Regions from separate parts of the Macaca mulatta genome. Here region 2 is linked to region 1. Evidence: chromatin contacts called from public Hi-C data. All regions are on one chromosome and are shown on one strand. The core of a region is the stretch at or near the end of the contact, and the rest is flanking DNA. Distances in the headings are between cores, read along the strand shown. Region 1 holds the start of PLGRKT (plasminogen receptor with a C-terminal lysine). Region 2 holds the start of CDC37L1 (cell division cycle 37 like 1, HSP90 cochaperone).

Evidence for each region. Hi-C and Micro-C count contacts between places; a contact is called where the count stands out from the background.
Region 2: a Hi-C map of fetal cortical plate shows a contact between it and region 1, with 3 times the contacts expected there. The contact joins the promoter of CDC37L1 here to the promoter of PLGRKT in region 1. A contact is called at or near these places in 2 of 14 Hi-C or Micro-C datasets (fetal cortex germinal zone and fetal cortical plate).

The regions. Positions count from the first base shown.
Region 1 is chr15:93,924,756-93,927,601 of T2T-MMU8v2.0, forward strand. PLGRKT (plasminogen receptor with a C-terminal lysine) reads left to right here and starts at 1,420. Exons shown (of 6, transcript NM_001257744.1): 1 at 1,420-1,482; 2 at 2,570-2,688. LOC114672798 (a long non-coding RNA gene) reads right to left here and starts at 1,842. Exons shown (of 2, transcript XR_003723287.2): 1 at 1,650-1,842; 2 at 1-1,039.
Region 2 is chr15:94,736,287-94,739,132 of T2T-MMU8v2.0, forward strand. It overlaps CDC37L1 (cell division cycle 37 like 1, HSP90 cochaperone), which reads right to left and starts at 1,363. Exons shown (of 7, transcript NM_001257827.1): 1 at 1,069-1,363. The coding sequence starts at 1,200. LOC144334706 (a long non-coding RNA gene) reads left to right here and starts at 1,444. Exons shown (of 2, transcript XR_013404856.1): 1 at 1,444-1,646.

The DNA of each region.
Region 1 (2,846 bases), core at 170-2,669:
CTATTTATCCCTCCAGGCATTGTGCCTAGGAGGCTGACCTCTACAGACTACACAGACCTAGCTCCATTGTCTTCTGGCTTTCTGGTGGATCAGCCAATGGAAGACCCCAGCTGGATATCAGAGCTGTGAGAACAGAGAGATGGGTCTTCTCCACTCTGTCCCTGCTTTGGGTGACGTGTCAGCATTGGCTACAACTATAGAATCTCACCTTACTTGGTGAAAAGTTGGCATTGCTGGCTTTCCCTTACTGAACAACACAGTTCCAGTTGGTTACTCTCTCCTACAGCCACAGCTACCACTCTCGCCTGATTTCAGTAACTGCTTCCTTCCCCCTTCCCCTCAGCCCTAGAGTTAGTAACAGCTCCCCGCTGTTACTGGTTACTACTGTTTATTGAAGGCGAACTATGTGCCAGACACTGTGCTAAGTGCCTACATATATTATCTTTAGTCCTCACAATCCAATAAATTAGATGGCTTTAGTCCTATTGCAGAGGTAATAAAGTCACAGAGTGACAGTGGCAGAGCTAGAAATTGAAGGTAAGTGTGTTTATGTTAGTCTGTGCACTCAAACACGATTCCCTACTTCTTGCATCAGTTGTTAATCCCCCTTAAAGAGTGTCAAACCTCCTGGTAACCCGCCCATTCCCACGACTGGAAATGAGGGTGCTGTTGTAATTTCCCCATCCAGCCATTCAACAAATGGTATCCGGAATGTGGGACCCAGGCTCCAGAATCCTGAGGGCTGCTGTTGAGAGCAGCAAGACGCGCCCAGGAGGTCAGGGCGGTGTTCACTCACACGCTGAGCCTGGAGGAAGTTAGACGCCTTCCCACCGCTCTGGTGGTCAGCGGGGACTTTCCTGAAGGCCAGAGACTGGTGACGTTCATGCTATTTTTCCAAGCCATTTGGTAGCAAAGAACAGAGTGCCAATGATTCAAGTATTCTCTCAGGCTGGGAGACTTGGCTTATTCAAGATGGAAATTGCTGGTGAGGCTGAGACAAGATTGACATCTCTCAGAGCAGCAGGGGAGAAAGACGGCTCTGTTCAAAAGAGAATGGGTAATTTCGGTCAATTCTGTTCTTTTTCGTTTCTGTCTAATCTTTATGCCTCTTTAAGAGTGGCAGTTTAACAGATGAGGGGACAGAGGCCTTTAATTGAGAATTCCATTCCGCTTCCTCTGCCTTATCTCAAAAATCTGGCAGCTGAGTCGCCGCGGTTTTGAATTTGCCTCTTTTGACCTTCCCCTCCCACCTCCGGTAACACTGAGCCTGGCCCGGAAGGACACACCCTGCTTCTGGCGGACGTGCTGGCCCTTTAAAGAAGCCGAGGGCTGCGCGAATTTGGCTGAGGCGCGTCATCTACTGTGGCTCCGCGCCAATCCCGACGCTGGGCGGAGCGAGGCCCGCTCCCTGCCGCGGGCTAAAGGAGCCCGGGCCTGGAGGCCTCTGCACCGGTTGCCTGGTCCCGGAACCAGCGCCGCCCAGTGAGTGAACACCGCCGCAGGCGGGTGGGGAGAAGGGTCAGTCCGGCCATGTCAGTCAGCGCGATCTCCTGGGCTCCGAGCTTGCCAGGCCGCGCTGGGCGCCCTTTCCTCGTGAGCGCCTGCCCTTGGCTCTCGCACTGCCCCTGGTGCTGATAGGTATTGCCAACCTCGTTCCATTAGGGCGCGTTCTTGTCGCCTGGCGTGGACTCCGGATCTCTCCGTAGCTTTAAAATAGAGTTGAGAAAAACAGGCAGAGTGGTGTCAACAGAAATCAGCACACCATTGCGGGGAATACCTAAATTACAGTAATTGGCCTCAGGGAGCGAGGGCGGTGTTAATTACAGAAAACCTCCGGAAGCTGTGGGCTCTGGGCTGGAATTTGCAGGGGGATGTGGCTTAGTTTGAATGGAATGCAAATATTTATTGAAAATGATTGTGGTGAGACGATCAGTCACACATTCAGGCAACGTGTCATCTGATCAGGAAATAAGTCAGCGCAGTAATCCCGATGACAGAATTCATGCAGTTAATCTTTTTGTCCTCCCAAGTAAAATCAAATAAAGGTACTCACGGGTGACTGGAAGAAAGGCTGTCTGGAACTTGCAGCCCCCACTTCTCCCCCAAAATACACCTTCTCATAGTAATCTATAGTTCACCTGAGAGGCAGGGCTGAAGCATTAAAGACCCCTTCCAAGATGTGAGTAGGAATCAGAGGGAAAATGAAGGCAGAGGGATTGAAATCGGCATTCTCTGCAAAACATCTCTCTGAGACACAGTGATATTTAAAATTGTATAAGTAGCAAGACATTTTTTACCCATGGTAAAAAGTGTTAGTTTTTAAAAGACTTGCCTTATACAAGTGAGTGAAATCAAAGTTATCTGTATTGCAAGGTCAACTTTTGCTTATTTTCTGATATATATTTTGTGAGCAAAAGGAGATAGCTGAAAGTGTTCTGGACACCCTAGGGAATATTCCCAGACTTTGGGAAATGACTTTGTCAGGAATGGGGAAGTTGGGAAAGGAGAGGATGTTGAAAATTCTGAACTCCAGGGTGAAATTTACAAGGTGTGGTGCATTTATTCTCAGGTGTGGTTCCCATAAGGAAGCTCTTCTTCCTGCTTGGCTTCCACCTTTAACCCTTCTACCTGGGAGCGTCCTGACCCTGACTACAAGTCCAGACCCAAGAGAGCAAGGCCCAGAAAGTGGTAAGTCTAAATACTAACTTCCTAGACAGTGTTTCTTTCCCAGATGATTGACATGAGGACTCTCTCTCTTTTCAGGGGAGATCCTAACCCCTTACAAACAGGAGCACTTTAAAGGACACAGTTCTGTGATATACAGGGTATGTGGAGGAATAGTACTA
Region 2 (2,846 bases), core at 113-2,612, 810 kb after region 1:
AAGTACAGACAGTGGTTATGAAACAGCATTTTTCTCTGTGTGAAGCCAACTAACTCTGTTAGCTGGGCATAAGACTGATAATCTCACGCTTACTGGCAAACAATTTAACTCATCCTCATTAACATCTAGCAAAATAAGTTGAGAGGAAAACTACTATTAAATCTGTTACACTCTTGGGAACCCCATTTTGCAAGGAGGCGACAGACACCTATGATCCATTGAATATATTAGTGTTTAGACTGTGATCCTGAAATATACTTCCAAAACACACAGGGATTCGGAGGAGAAAAAAAACAGGAAAAGGTGATGCGAGTATGTAAGTATCCCCTAAGATAGGTCCCTGAAAAATCCTTAGTAGTATATCACATTTGGATACGTTTCAATGGCAGGAAGGCAGGAAAGCTGGATTGAAAACACAAGTAAATACCAGGAACCTAAGAGAAGTCTGAAGGAAAAGGCAAGTATATGCGTATATATTTTCACTGGAGAATGACGTGAAGCAAAACTAAACAGTAAGGCAAAGATGGTCACGCGAATGGGAGAGGTGTACGCCAGCGTCAAAAGCGAGGTTTGAAGAATTTACTCAGTTGTCAACATGGGTTGAAATCGCATGTGAAATCTTTGTGAGGACTCGGTGTGACGTTGAACTACAATCATTCACTGTTCCTATCAACTGTGCACAAGTATGCTAGAGCCTTTAACAGAATAAAGTGCTCCGGGAAAACCTCTCACAAGAGGACAAAGGGTCAATGTTACACCATGAGCCGCCCCAAATCTGGGTGCTGTCAGGAAGGGGAGATGGAGGAACGTCTTCCAAGGGTGAACAGCAATCAGCCAAGGTGAAAGAAAAGGTGTGCGTGGAGGTGGAGGTTGGTAATACATGGCCACCCCGTCTCCATCCGAAAATGCTATAAAAGGGGTGGGATGGTATCAGGCATCAGATCCCCGGGCCCCGGCAGTGAGGTGGGCGCAGAAAAAGGCTTAGAAGAGGGTCTGGGAGACGCGGCATTCCAGGGGTTTGGGGACAGCACCACTCCATCCCTCGGCAGAACGCAGGCCCCCTCTCACCTGGGCGCCGCCGCCCGGCAGCTGCGGGCAGCGGGGAGAACTGGGGAACACGTCCAAGTCACTCTCTTCCTCAGCCTCACCCTCGGCCCGAGGGAGGCTCCAGGGTCCCGGAGGCGGCCACGGTTGCTCCATGTCCGGCTGCTCCGGGTCCTACAACCGCCCCCGGCCCTACAACTGCCACTGCCAACAGACTTGGCGTGAGTGGAACCTGCTGCGCCGAGCCAGAAGCCCAGCCGGGGGCCAGGGCCGTTACCCAGAATCCCTCTACTGGCCGCGATGCCGCTGCACACCCCGCGATAGCCTGGGCCTCGCCACCGGCGGACGGCGGAAGAAATAGTCGGCACGGTGCGTCACTTCCGGTTGGGGCGGGGCTGTGAAGGCGCGTCCCGGGCTCTTTGCGTGTAGGGGGTGGATCTACAATTGTATTCCTGTTTTAAGCACCATTCTCTTTGAGCTTTTCGGCACTGCAAACTTAACGGCTAATGGCGCTGTGGGTGGAGAAATGTTTGTTAGGTAGCGTTAGGTATTGCTATCTGGTGTTCCCTATACCGAAAACGGCGGGTCCTGGCCGCCTGGAGGTACGCAGCCCAGGTGTCCACTTTGCATGTTCCTTGGAAATTGCAACTCGTTCCTTTACGTTGACATTTAAACCAGTGATTCTAAGGCAGAGTTGGGGCGGAGGGAGGAGAATTTTGAGCAAGCGGAGCCAGTTTTCCTCTCATTTCTAATTACAGGCAACAACAGAATTCTGTGGTTGGTTGGTTGGAGGAGTACACCAAAAATAAAGTACCAGAGCGAGCACGGCTTCAAAAAAATTAGGATCAGTACCGCTAGTAGCGAACGTATAAGAAGGGCTTCCTGTATTCCTACGTATCTTGTTTAAGCCTAAAGATGTGTGCCCTCTTTATCCCCTTTTTTGGAGACGAGGCAATAGACCTAACAAGCCTGAGACCACACATTTTACAAGGAAGAGGTAGCATCCAGCCCCAGGGAGTTTAACTTCAGAACTTGCACGTTTAACAATCAGGTCTTGCTGCCCTACTCATAAAGAGACCCAAATAAAAACAACATGACGCCATTTTTTTCCATGTATTTAGATTGGCAAACTTATGAAGTCGCTTAATACCAAATGTGTACCAAGACGTAAGCAAATGATGTAAGAATGTCATTAGTGTAACCTTTTAGGAGGAGTAATTTGACAATATGAGAGGCTTGAGCGGATTGATTCAGCAATTTCACCACTAAGGAAGTATGCAACAATTATTTTTGCGCCAATATCCAAGGATTTATCTACAAAGATTTTTGGCAGCAATTTTTGTGTGTGTGTGGCAAGAAAAAAAAAAAGTATTCTGATTGTCCATCTATAGAGGAACTTAAATTACGGAATATTAATACAATGGGATATTACCCGTTTTTAAAAAAGTAAATTGTATCTAAATATGCTGATACATAAATACCTCCAAAAGGTATTGAGTTTTAAAGCAACTTGCAGAATTAAACATATGTGTACGTATACAGAGAGAGGGCAAGAGAGAGAGATGGTATTTGCGTGCATGTGGGGGTGTGTGCAGAACATTCCTGGAGGATATACAAGAAACTGTTAATGATTACCTCGGGTGGGTGAGCCTAGGAAGAAAAGCTGCTGAGGACCTTTACTTTCCACATTTAGCTTCCCTGTACTGTGCTGTTTGAAATTTTTCCAATGAATGTACATTAGTAATTATAACAGTACAAGATTACTATAAAATTAATTACAAATAAAAGCTGAGAATCACTTT